Regions from separate parts of the Mus musculus genome. Here all the other regions are linked to region 3. A link is a contact called in public HiChIP or PLAC-seq data. All regions are on one chromosome and are shown on one strand. The core of a region is the stretch at or near the end of the contact, and the rest is flanking DNA. Distances in the headings are between cores, read along the strand shown. Region 1 overlaps Shisa9 (shisa family member 9). Region 2 overlaps Shisa9 (shisa family member 9). Region 3 overlaps Snx29 (sorting nexin 29).

The links. HiChIP or PLAC-seq counts read pairs in DNA pulled down with a chosen protein or histone mark.
Region 1: an H3K4me3 HiChIP or PLAC-seq map of bone marrow-derived macrophages shows a contact between it and region 3, with 4 times the contacts expected there. The contact joins two enhancer-like sites. A contact is called at or near these places in 1 of 15 datasets of contacts at CTCF or cohesin (large pre-B cells) and 1 of 115 datasets of contacts at active chromatin or transcription factors (bone marrow-derived macrophages).
Region 2: a contact with region 3 is called in an H3K4me3 HiChIP or PLAC-seq map of bone marrow-derived macrophages, with 4 times the contacts expected there. The contact joins two enhancer-like sites. A contact is called at or near these places in 1 of 15 datasets of contacts at CTCF or cohesin (large pre-B cells), 2 of 484 Hi-C or Micro-C datasets (bone marrow-derived macrophages and embryonic stem cells) and 1 of 115 datasets of contacts at active chromatin or transcription factors (bone marrow-derived macrophages).

Annotation. Positions count from the first base shown.
Region 1 is chr16:12,059,276-12,063,732 of GRCm38.p6, forward strand. The region is part of intron 2 of Shisa9 (shisa family member 9); the gene reads left to right. Among named protein-coding and RNA genes, the nearest start is that of Shisa9, 77 kb to the left of the region's middle. Within about 2 kb of position 2,771, at least 6 of the 459 cell types and tissues checked have an H3K27ac peak or open chromatin away from gene starts, as enhancers often do. A contact at or near this core is called in bone marrow-derived macrophages, where this site is marked.
Region 2 is chr16:12,031,393-12,035,716 of GRCm38.p6, forward strand. All of the region lies in intron 2 of Shisa9 (shisa family member 9), which reads left to right. Among named protein-coding and RNA genes, the nearest start is that of Shisa9, 49 kb to the left of the region's middle. Within about 2 kb of position 1,344, at least 28 of the 459 cell types and tissues checked have an H3K27ac peak or open chromatin away from gene starts, as enhancers often do. A contact at or near this core is called in bone marrow-derived macrophages, where this site is marked.
Region 3 is chr16:11,418,206-11,422,326 of GRCm38.p6, forward strand. Snx29 (sorting nexin 29) reads left to right here. Exons shown (of 21, transcript NM_028964.4): 10 at 618-693; 11 at 2,499-2,578. Among named protein-coding and RNA genes, the nearest start is that of Snx29, 97 kb to the left of the region's middle. Within about 2 kb of position 2,531, at least 53 of the 459 cell types and tissues checked have an H3K27ac peak or open chromatin away from gene starts, as enhancers often do. A contact at or near this core is called in bone marrow-derived macrophages, where this site is marked.

The DNA.
Region 1 (4,457 bases), core at 1,521-4,020, 640 kb after region 3:
AACCTATTTTTCTACTGAAGTTTTAGAAAATTTTAATTGATTGGTGGGAAAGTTTTCCCTTCAAGTCCTTAAAAAAAAAAAACTATTTCAAAGGCATCTCTGAACATCACTCTTGACTCCTTATACACAATGTGTAAATGTGTTTAGCAAGAGAGCTGTCTAGTAGGGTGATTATGGGTTTTGGGGCGTCTCTTCCCATCAGATGTAGAGAGGTCACTGTGAGTTGGTAATATTCTTTGAAGATGAAAACACTTTCACCCAGGTGTAAACAAACACACCACTTTATTGAAGGAAAGAAGTTTGGGCTGTGAATTGCAAATGGAGAAACAGGAAGTTCAAGTCTGTTCTCAAACTGACAGAGCCCTCCTTGCAGGCACAGAAAAAGTTCTTGTGATTCTGAATAATTACTCAATTAATGTCACTCTGTTCATCTCTGTGGCAGAGTGGGCTGGAAGAGAGGAAGATGAGCCATGCCACCCTCCTCTCCTCAGGAATTCAGAACTGCACATTTGCATGGAGCGGATCATGGATGCTACACAAGTCTGAGGTCCAAAACTATCCACTTTGCGTCCCCGACCACATCTGAGATTTCAGGGGGATCTCAATGGACCATTTTTCAACAAAAATTTAGACATTTATTTTAATATGCATTTGAAAAAATACCTAACATTAGCTTAGTCCTTTGTGAGTTTGTGGCTATTGTTGCTCAGGGAGGGAGTGCAATGGTTATTAGTTAAAAGCAATCTATAGCAGTGCTCCTGTCTAAAGGAATGCTTGACACAGCTGGGGCTCAACAAAACAAAGTTCTGTTGCAGGATCCCACGGTGTAGCCCCAATCTGGCTGGAGCTTGCTGTGTGGTCCACTTGGCCAAGCTCACAGTCCTCTTACCTTACTCTCCTGAGTGCTGTCACCACAGGCATGTGCCACCACACTGATTCTCACAAGGAAGTATGGGAATTTGTAGATATCCAAAGTAACAGTAAAAAGGAGGTAGGGAAAGGAATTGGAGAAACATTCTGGTCAACACACATGTGTTTAGATCTGAAAACTAAGTCTCACAGAAGGGAAAGGGTTGCCCAAGGTCATGGGGCAAGAGCCAGATCTTTAGTTTTTCTGTCTCAGGGACATAATTCCTATAGCTATAGCAAAAGGTTGTTTGGCAAAGGACAAACAGCATCCTGCAGCTTCCCAAGGGCATGGCTTTCTGTGACTGTGAGTGTGCACTGGATGTCGCCCTGGACCAGGGAGAACTGAGCCCTTCACATGTTGGGTTGCTTTGATTCCTTTGCACATGACTGTTAAGGAGGTATTATTATCTCATTTCATTACTAGGGAAACTGAGGGCAAGAATGATTATATCACTCATCAGTATAATATAGTATAGTATAGTTAACAAAGCATAACATGTAGTATATAGCATAGATATAGTATAAATAGCATAGTACAGCATAGCATAATATATAGTATAGCACAGTATAGTATAACATCATATCCTGTATAGCATAGCATATCCTATAGCATAGCATATAGTATGTTATAGTATAACAAATAGTATAGTATAACATAGCATATCCTATACTATAGCATAGCTTATAGTTTAGTATCGCATATAGCTATACTATAATATAGCACATAATATAGTATAGCAAATAGTATAATATAGCACAGTAGAGCACAGCATAGCACAGGCTTCAGTAACCTAGTTCTTGTTTCTGTCTTGGATCTTTTGGCTGTTGTCATTGTTAAGACAAAGCCTCTCTAAGCAGCTTAGGTTGGCTTCAAACTCATAGTCCTCTCCCCACAGCCTTCCAAGTGCTTGGAATTACATGCATGTACCTTATCCTGCCTTATCTTGGATTTCTTTTTCTTTTCTTTACTTATCTGTATATGTGTGTTTGTGGACATGTGTGCAGGTGTCCGCTGAGTCCAGAAGGGGGCATATTTTCCCCTGGTGCTGGAATGACAGAGTTGTGAGCTACCTGATGTGGGTGTTGGGAACTAGATATTAGCCCTCAGGAAGAGCAGCTAGCACACTTAACAGCTGAACCTTCTCTCCAGTTCCTTCATCTTAGAATTCTACAAATGCAGTTTGTCTACATATGTTTATAGCTCTTCTGAAAGAGATTGCATATTTCAGGGTTTAGTGGAGAAGAAAATGGAGCATTTTCAGTCCCTCATCAAGGACCCCAATAGATACCTGATAGGGCTGGACATTTGCATTTCTAAGGAGCAGCTTGGTGTTTCTATGGTGAGGGTGTGGTGGATCAAACTAGAGAGGATGTCTCAGGTCTAATCTGAGTGTCTATTGAGCAATCATCCAGTGTCCAGGCACACAGAAGTGATATTAAGTCTCTCTCTGGTCTCTATGACAGCTTTGCTTGCCTTCTGCTTTTTCTCATTAGAGTCGCCAAGCTGCAGAGGATATCTCAAAGTAATCAGATCGATCTAAGAGGTAGAAGATCAAAACCTGCTTGCCTTCACTTCTGTTTACTTATTTACAAGGAAAAACCAGGCCTCCAATGACCTGGCAAGAATTTTAATTGGGTGATTTTATTTTATGTATGCATATGAATTGTGCCTGTGCCCAGCAGGTTGGGGGCTATGGGCTGCCTTCAGGACCTCTTGCTTTGTAATGATAGTTGATGCTCATCACATGGCTAAGGAGCGGGCAGACATGCAGAAAGCTCAACACTGATCCCAGGGCTTTGGAGTTGAACTTGGGCTGGTCTCAGCAAGGCTGATTGCATAACTCCTGAGAAACAGAAGCAGCCAGTGAAGTCTCCTGACTCCCAGAGCAGACAGCTCAGAACCCTGGGTGGATCCAGGGCACAGAGGAGCAGTAACCGTGCCTCATTTAATTTGAAGCCTGGAGCTCAGGTGCAATTGCAATAGTTTTAACCCCAAAATTGCAAGTTTGTGGCTTAGAAGGGTGGATTTGAGGTATGTAGTATATTTTTTAAATTTAGTATTTTCAGCCTGGGAGGCATAATATAAAGTTCAGAGTTTTTGGGTTCTCTTGAAAAACCAAAGAAGAAAAAATAAAACAACACCACCAATAATAGAAAACAACTAAACCAATCCATGAAAATGCCCCTGCAGCTCTGGCCTGACTGGGTGGAGTTGAGTAGTGGTTAGCTCCTTTGAACAAGGCTGTGTTCTGCAGGCTCCATCACCCTCTGGAAGCTGGATCCCATGGCTGAAGGCTGGCTACCATTTGCAGTGTTTTCCAGTCTTGTTTGATTGCTTGGTTTCTTCGCCAGACTCCCAAGCTGTGCCCTTGCACACTGTCAGGGGATGCCCTTCACCCCATATTTGGTTTGCTCAATTGTGCAACTTAAACTTAGTTGCCCGACGTGCTTTCTTGAATCAGTGATTATCATCCTGGTATCTCTGAAACTTCCCACCCCAAATCTTTGAATGTTTCTCAGGGTACCTTTAGAGCTGAAAAGAAGGCCCTAAGCATGGGTCCCTTGAAGACCATTCTGTCACTTACCTCTGCTTTGAACAGACTGGCTTATGTTTGGTCTGTTATTTTGGAGTGCTTAATAACAGTGTGGCTGGGGAGGGGGATGTTTCTCTTTAGAAGAGTTGAAAAAGATGGCTGCCAAAATTAGCTTTATATAAAGCACCCAGTGCTGAGTCCTCTGGGGATCAAACCACTCAGCTTGCATATAATTGCTTTCTGAAGCCATCAACTGCCAAATCTTTAGCCTAGAATTTGTTTGAATCAGTATAATTTATATACAGTGAAATACACATGTCATAAGTGTGCAATTAATACATTTTGACAGATGCTTTTCCCCATGCAGCTCCTTCGTCACTGTGAAGATCATTTCCCTGAATCCCCACATTCCCTTATGTCCTTTCTCAGTCAGTCACAACCCCCAGAGGAGACCAGTGCTCTGATTTCTGTGACCAGAGAGTAGTTTTGCTTGTTCAAGAACATTCCATAGTGGAGTCTTAGCATCTGCCGTGCTTTGTGTTCGGCTTCTTTTGCTGGCAAGGCATCCTCAAGGTTCATCAGAATTGCTGTGTGTACAAATTCATTATTATTTTTACTTCTGAATAATAGTTCTCAGAATATCATGCATTATCTCTGTTGGTAGCATTTGGCTTATTTCTAGTTCAGAATGAGCTCAGAATTTGAGGCTCTTCACCATCTCAGTTGTTTCCCATCTACCTTCAACAACTAGTATTTGCCAATATACTTCCTAGTGGTCCTCACTAAAGGTCTAACCTGAGTCCTTCATACAAGTATAATCTTGCTACCCAGGCTCCCTGTTTGCCTGCCTGCCTTCCTGCCTCCTTCTGTCTGCTTCTGTCTGCTTGCCTGCCTGCCTGCTTGCTTGTCTGCCTGCCTCCTTCCATCCCAGTTTCTATCTGTCTATCTGACTGTCTGCCTGCCTGCCTACCATTTTGAATTTATCTGTTTTGCGTTGTATGACTTTTGCTGGTA
Region 2 (4,324 bases), core at 94-2,593, 610 kb after region 3:
TGCCAGGAATCAAACTCATGTAGGCCTTACAGCACGCACCCTTACCTGCTGAGCCATGTCACCTGCTCATACCTACTTTTGACTTGAAGGCTGGATGCCCCTGAAGGGGTTTCATCCTCTTGGGAGTTGACTTTGAGGACTGACTTTACCTGAGATCATTTCAGACAGGCATGGTATGGCCAGGCACAGGGGTCAGAGCCAGAGAAACATCAGCTGATGTCAGAAAGGAAGAACCGATGCTACAGCCTACCAGCAGAAAGAAAACTGCTGTTTATTGTAATGGGAAACGATGTGGCTTTATGTGGGAGAGACTTGATCTGATGTGTTTTAAGAGCTTATTTGGGTTGCTTTTTCAACTCTGAATCTTGTGACTCCTTTATAAAAGACATCCTATAGATTCTTTATTTGGTTAATAATGAATTTGCTCTCAAGGAAAGCAATGGGGTGGGAGCCGGAGAGCTGTGAGCCATCCCATCAGGGACTTGCTGAGCCTCTCCCGGGTGAGTCTCACTGGTTCATTGATCACGTCATAGAATCATTCTACTCACTGAGAAAATAGTTGCTGAACACTCCCTCTTGGGTTAGCACCAGGAAGGACTGGGAAAGACTGTCTGGAGCCTTCACATGGAACCCTGGTCGCAGTCCTCCACCATTGGACTCTGGAAGACTGCCCTAGCGGGGTCCTAGATGCCTGGGTCTCTGTTTGAGGTCTAATGACCAGGAAAGAAGGAAACAACTGTCATTAGAGCTGACTATCTTCCATTTGTTCTCTGAGCTCCATGTGTATCAGAGAAAGCTGAGGCTTAGAGGACTAGCTCAAGATGACACAAAATGACCATCAGCCAGGTAGACATAGATCTCATGTTCTACCCCACGCCCCGTCCACATGCTCTGCCCACAGGCTCACCTTTAAGCCAACAATCTCTGCACTCTAAATATGGAGTTTGGAAAAGAAAACTAATGATGCTTATTTTGAATTAAAAAAATGCTCTTTTCACAATTAAAAAACAGTCACATAAAGTGAGTTTACATTGAAAATTAAGTGTTCATATGCAAAGGTTCCCCCTTCAGGAGTAAGCATTATGACTTCTAATTATACAGTAGTCAGCACTACATATTTATGGAGTCTTTGAAGAACTGTTATAAATAGGTCAGAGCAGGGCTCGCACTCCCTGCATGTTTACTTGCCTGGTGTGCCCATTGGCATTTGGCCCTGATCTTGTTCAGCCTTGAACTCTAGTTATGTTCTCTTATGCTAATGAGTCATCTCCCAAGACTGCAAGCAGGGTGTTTTCTGTATATTGTTCTCTTTTTTTTTCCTGTCACAGGATCTACCACAGTGCTAGGTCTGGGGCACTGACTAATAGATCCCCTTTTCCTCTTCCCTCTTCTTTGTCCATGCCCTCCCTTCTTCTGTCTCCTTCATTCTCCATCCCCCTCCCCTCCTTTGTCTTCCCCTCTTCTCCTTCCCCCTACCCTATCTCTTTCTTCCTTCTCTCCCCTTCCTTTCCTGCATGTTCTTTCTCTCCTTATCCTCTTTCCCTCCACAATCATTTCTATAAAGTGATTAACGTTGTGGCCAGAGATCCAGTGACTAGTTCTGCTGAGACACTAGGTATGTAAGAGCAGTTGGTATACAAGTATGGGGGCCCAAGTTCAAATCCTCAGCATCCACAGGAAATGTTCTTGCTTGTTCCTAATCCCTGCACTGTGGGAGGCAGAGGCAGGCTCATCACTGGGGCTTGCAGATTCCCAGCCTACCTTCAGCTTCAGTGAGAGATTCTGTTTGAAGGAAAGAAGGCGGGGAGCTATGGATCAGGACACCTGGCACTGTTCCCTGGCCTTCGTGTGTGCCATGAGCACATGCACGCCCCTGCCTCATAAAGATTCAGTGATGACTTAAAGGGAACATGATTATCAATGTTTTTCATCAATAGTTCCCATGTCTGATCATTTTAAGTGCTCCTTAGATTGATATTGACTGTGTGTCTGTGTTATATGTACTTGTTCATGTGTATGTAGTAGGCATACAGGTGTTACCTTGATGTTTCAACCATTTATTGAACAAGTGGCTTCAAGCAATAAGCTTCTATGGACATCTTGCCAAAACCACAACACTAGTAACATTATGTCATCAGTGTCTTTGGATGTTTGTGTAGAAAGGCTCCTCAGTTGGAGGCTGAGGCCATATGACTTTACTGGGCACATACTTATGGCGGGCACAAGCCATGCTGCCTATACTGAGCATTCTCAGCACAGCCTATCAACACCATGCTTGAGTGAGACAATGGAAGCATGCACAGGGTGGCGAGATGAACTGTCCAAGGGTACCTTGGGAAGGCACCCTGTGCAAAGTCATTTGGGAATCTGATGCTTACTGGCTGAGTGTCCATTCTGTGTAGTGTATACTCAGTGCTGGGGTATTCTAGAATATTCCAAGGAATGAATAAGGGGGAAAAATGCTTTTCCACAACTCATTGTCTGAAGGATCGGACAGATATCCATTACTGCTATTCAGCATAACAGGAGTTGTAAGTCAAAAAGGGGCCAGGCCCAAGTGAAGTACAGAGGAATAGGAGAGAGGAGCAGCTGCCTTGTAAGGTCCTGAGCAAGCGTTTGACAGGCAGGTGGAGGGTAGAGAGCACTGACAAGAAAGGCGCTCCAGAGCAAGGGGACAGCATATGCAAAGGTGTGGACTTGGCAATGGAGAGTAGGGGTGGAAATGCAAATGCTCTGGAGGTGACATCTGCATGAAGCTGGAGAAGTGGGAGGAGACAAGTCAGGCAGGACCTTGAGCATGGTGCTGGTCTTGATATCCTCCTCCAGCTAAAGGCACTGTGCCCTTTCTGTCAGTGGGATACTTCGTATCCTAGCTTACTTTCTCACTTAACTGAGCAATTAATGTGTTCTAGCCTCTGTGCTAGGGGCTTCATGGTGCAGATGATGTTGTGGTATTTTGAGTGTGTTGGGCATACAAACTTGGTGCATATTTGACTTGTGCCGTGATAGGAGGAAGACCAGGATAGAGTTATATAGAGAGATAACAAGCAGCCAGTGAGGGCATCTGTCTGTCTTAGAGAAGGTTTGTGTAGGTTGGAGGAGGGAAGTTAATTGAGAGAGGAGCTGGTGAGACTGTTGGCAAGGGTGGGGAGGGCCTAAGGTCCAGAGGCATGAAGCAGTGGTATGTGCGTGTGGGGACAGCAGAGTGACCAAAAGTAGAGAGGCCCCAGGGATCAATGTTAATGGAGGCTAAACAAGGTAAAGGGGATGGCGGCTGAAGAAGCTGAGTGGAGACCAAACAGAGTTCAGGATTCTAATGAGCAGAGTCCTACCCTCCTGCCTTCCTGCCCTCCTGCCCGAGAAACACGGGTGCACACAGCACTGGGACTCTCTCTCCAGTAACTGCTCTCCCGTGAGCCACATGGCATCTCACAGGTGCAGGCTTCTGTGAGCGCCACTGTTTGGGCAGCTGTCAGGTGTGGCTGCATGCACTTGCCCAAACTAGCTTTTCTTGGCCAGCAAGTCCTGTATCCCCACAGCTAGGACTGAACACCAAGAGGCCAGAGCCTCAGCCTGGGAAGAGTAATTAAAGTAGGATCAGAGTGGCCTGCCCTGTGGTGATGTCAGTGCAAAGCTCCCAGTATGGAGGCCTCTGGCTGTGGCTGGACTTGTTTCTCAAGGCCTGGCACTCTGCCTGTCTTGTCTGCACAAGCCAGGCTCTCTCTAGCCAGATGGAGGCCAGTCCCTTCCATCACCTGACCATGGTGTGCTGGGGTCATGCTGCCATTTCATATACAAGGTCCCCTTTTCCAAGGTAGCAACTCTAGAAGGCAAGAAGGGAAATGACGCTTAAGGAGGCCCAAGAACTTGTCCGTGGACAGTAGGACAGAGTCAGGCTCCACCCCAGCTCAGTGGTCTCTGCTCCTCTGATCTTTCCGAGGTTATTCACTGTCCTTTCTTACCCTCTCAGTTGTGCGAATTATGTTTTCCAGGTTCCTGTGCTTATGAGCAAGTGCCATGCCTATCTCAGATTTAAGCATCAAAGCCCTGACCTCCACTGTCCCTGTTTAGAGGACTGGAGGGAGGGAATTGTGTGAAACGAGCTGATGAGGGTGGCCCCTGTAAGGATATAAAGAGGAGCCAGAATTTACCTATTCTGTCCTTTGCATACATAACGAGAGTGGACAGAAGAAGAAGCCCTCACCAGGAACCAAGTCAGCCTTTGCCTTGGTTTTCACTCTTCAGTGTGTAGACACTGCTGTTGTTTAAGCTCCCACTTTAGGGTATTTTACTAAAGCACCCCTAGCTGGCTGAGACAACAAGC
Region 3 (4,121 bases), core at 1,281-3,780:
CCTAGCAGAGGCAGAAGCAGAGGCCCAGAGGGTTGCTCTGTCTCTGGCTCCTTTGCCTGACTCAAGAGTTTCATGAATGAGCAAGGGTTCCCCTGAGCGATACAGTCTTCCTGGACATTTAGCCCCAGGTCTACGGGTCTGCACTCTTTTCCTGGAAGAAGGCCTGAGCATCAGCTAATGCACCTGCAGCAATCAGGAACGTTCTTTGCCTATTCTAGAGATTCATGGCCTCACTTCCTTTCCCAAATGCTTAGTGACTTTTGGCTTAGTACAGTGTCAGACTTCGCCAATCGTGAGGTGCTGCTGCCCTCTAGTGTCCACTACAAGCAGGCGCAATTCATTTATCAAAAACCCCGATTCTGCTGTGGGCCCTAGATTATGGACTTTGGAAATAACTTCCCTTGCTTCAAGGTTTTGTTTTGTTTTATTTTAAATAAAAAAGGCACATGCAGCAACTAGAAACGAGTCTTAATGATGCCTGTTCAAAAGAAATGGGTAGTACATGAAGCCTGTATGTGGGTGGGAAGAGTTTAAAGGTAGCTAATAGGCCAGCTGAGCACATGGTAAGGAGAAATGGAGTTGAAAGTAAAGCCTCATTCTCTGTGTGACTTCTGCAGATGCCCCTGTGGGAAGTCTGGAGAATGGAACAGGAACAGAAAACCATATAATCCCAGAGCCTGGCCTTCGGTACAGGTCAGTATCAGGACACCAAGCCCATCAGTGGATTGGGCCATGCTGTTTACCTCTCTGCCTTGTATTTTCATTTGGAGACAGGTGGTACCTGTTGGAGTTGAAGACTGAGGCCCAATCTCACGTTTGTGCTCAGATCGAAGAAATAGAAAAAAAAAATCCAGAAAACTAAGTTGCCAGTGTACCTGTTGCTCGCAGGGAACATTGCCCTGGTCTCCCAAATATCACCTCATCTCTGTTGCTCTTATTTCCTCCTCTCTCTTCACAATTTTAATTTGGTGTCTTGAAGTTAGCCATCTGTGTACTTGACTTAGCTTCAAGGTAAGGGGGTCCTTGCTGCCCCACACCTTGCTTGGTGTTTTGTCACCCAGAACAGATAGGATTCTGAAAATGATACACCATGAAGGGGCTGATACCACTGAGCCCTGCCTCATAAAGGATGGTGTCCCTGCACCCTTCCGGAATTCTGATTCCTTTCTTCTTGTGTTTTTGAGCCTTTTCCAAATGCAACAGTGATCAAGGAATGCAAGCCCTGGCCTTGGGGTCTCCTGCTGCGTATGGACAAGCCAGTGCTATTATTCACATTAGAAATTGATTGTAGATATGCATGCAGTCCAGTTACCTGCCCGCATTATGCTCTCTGAGCCTCTCTGAGCACCAGCCTGCTTACAGGGGGATGCTGGAACCTGTTGTTATGGCATTTCTATATTCACTGATAATGCATAACCTGCCTCTCTGTGTGTCCTCATTTAAAGGCATCTTGTTTAGAATCTACAAGAGATGTAGCTCAGCTGTAGGAGAATGCTTGCATAGCATGCATAGAGCTCTGGGTTTGATCCCCAGCACCATATAAAACTTGGGAAGCGAAGACAGAAGGATCAGAAGTTCAAAATCATCTTTGGTCACTGTACTGGCTAGTTTTGTGTCGACTTGACACAGCTGGATTATCACAGAGAAAGGAGCTTCAGTTGAGAAAATGCCTCCATGAGATCCAACTGTAAGGCATTTTCTCAATTAGTGATCAAGGGGGAAAGGCCCCTTGTGGGTGGGACCATCTCTGGGCTGGTAGTCTTGGCTCTATAAGAGAGCAGGCTGAGCAAGCCAGGGGAAGCAAGCCAGTAAAGAACATCCCTCCATGGCCTCTGCATCAGCTCCTGCTTCCTGACCTGCTTGAGTTCCAGCCCTGACTTCCTTGGCTATGAACAGTGGTTTGGAGGTGTAAGCTGAATAAACCCTTTCCTCCCCAACTTGCTTCTTGGTCATGATATTTTGTCCAGGAATAGAAACCCTGACTAAGACAGTCACATAGAAAATTCCAGCCCAGGATCCATGAGAGACCATCAGAAACAAACACTGTTGACTTGTTGACATTGGACAGTGATATTTCATGCTTGTCTGAATGAAGCTTACATAATATGTGGGGCCCTTGTACTGGGAACATGGACCTGGAGACTATTCTAACTAGGGAAAGTGACAATACAAACCATAAGAATGTGACAAAGTAGACTACTGAAAGGACGTGTGTTCACGCGTGTGTACACGAGTTGGAAGAGGAAGGCAGTGGTTTCCTGTCTGACCCAGCTGCACACATGCCCACTGAGTGACTAACTCTTCCCTCGTGAGTGAGCGGCTTCCAGAGGGTGTTTGGATTGGTTTTGGAGTTACCAGTAAATTTCAGACATCTGCTGAGCAGCTTCATTGTTTTTCCAGTAGATTCCTGGGGAAACGTTTTGCCTGAGAGTGTTGTGAACACTGAAGTTGCATTTTGGGATGAGTGTAACTTCCTTCTGTCTACTTCCTCCCAGTAGGGAAGCCAGTTCTCCAGGCCAAGGAAGTCCTCTGAGCAGCTTGCTACCTTCTGCCTCAGTGCCTGAGTCCATGACAGTCCGTAAGTACTCTCAGAGGCTGGCATGTGTGCCAGCAGGGCACCTGTGCTTATCCTGTGCAGGTGTGGGCTTTGAAGTGAGCATGAAGTTAGTGAGTGTTTGCTTTCTGTGCACCTGATCGTGGTATCGCTGTAAGCTTCCAGACTATGGCCGGATTGTGGTGCATGGGGGTGAATCTGCTAAAGGATGCAAGGAACCTTCTGTGCCTTGCGGTTTCTAAGCTACCTTCTGTGTGCAGCCAGAGTAAGGCTGTCTTCTGACTTTCCTTGTGACTCTGGACAAATCAGTTTTGCTGATGACATATTCTAATGACAGGTGGTGCAAATCATTTCCAGCTTCAGAGGGAAGTATTAGGGACACGGCAATGAAGAGTGTGTGTGTGATGGCCCGCACCCACACCCACACCCACACCAGCAATTGTTTAACAAGATAGATGTTCAATGACTAGGTCAGTTGGGATTGGGGCCGGTGCCCTGACTGGGGTTGGCAGAGTGGGCTAGCATGAGACTCCATGGTCATCAGAGGCCAGGGCTCTTCCTTTTCCTGACTAGCTGTTGTCTTTGCTTTCTGAGCTCTGGCCATTTCGTTCCTACCCCTAATGGCAGGAAGGAGAGGGGCAGAGGGCAGGCTTTCTGTTTCCATATCACATTCAGAGATCAACACTTGGATAGTGTAAAAATTATGCCTTTTTTCCTCATCAGCCTTTGGGTAAAAATTAACATTTCCTTCAAACACCAAAGTACAACAAACCTTGAGCCCATAGTGGTGATGTCAGATGGAGAGTAACTTTATCCAGAGAAGTTCCAGGCCCCTTTAACATCACCCCAGGATGCCATTTCTGCTTGGAAATGCATTAGTTATCTGAGGTGACATAGAAACTTCCACACGGATCTCCTAGATCTCCAAGCCTGGACCTTTCTGTTTACGTGAACACTCTCCAGAGCCATGTTCCCTATGAGCTGAGGTTTCCCACAGTCCTCTGGCTGCAGAGCAGGAACTGCTAGTGTGAGTTCTGTTGCTGTGCAGGGCTGAACAGATACTTAGGTCTATGTGAGGACGACTTGTCTGTCACCTTCTCCTAGTGGCCAGGCATGGTTCCCAGAGCCCTTCTCAGCCTCTCTCCAGTGTGGGGTATGGAGCAGGTGAATTGGTTCTCTGGGGGCTGCCATGGATCTTGCCTCTGAGCCTCCCAAGCCATTTCCATCCCTGACAAAGCCACCAGCTTGGTCAGTTCCTTTCCCATGAGGACATTCTTGTGATACCTCTGAGCTGTGCCTGCAGCAGGGACTCAGCCCGTTTTATTTTCATTCATCTCTTTTTTTTAGAAATTAATCCTAGTTGTTTCTGGTCATCTTTGGCTTGAGACCTATCAGGAATTCCCAGCCAACCTTCTGAAGGAAAGGCCCACATTGGTGGGCCATTTGACTCTGGGTGTCTGGTAGTTATATGGGCTGTGCAGAACAGTTGTTTGTGAATGGGTGGGTGGGTTAGCCTTTGTTTTCAGGGGTGATTTCATGTGGGAAGGCTTTTCTTGTCCACTCTGCT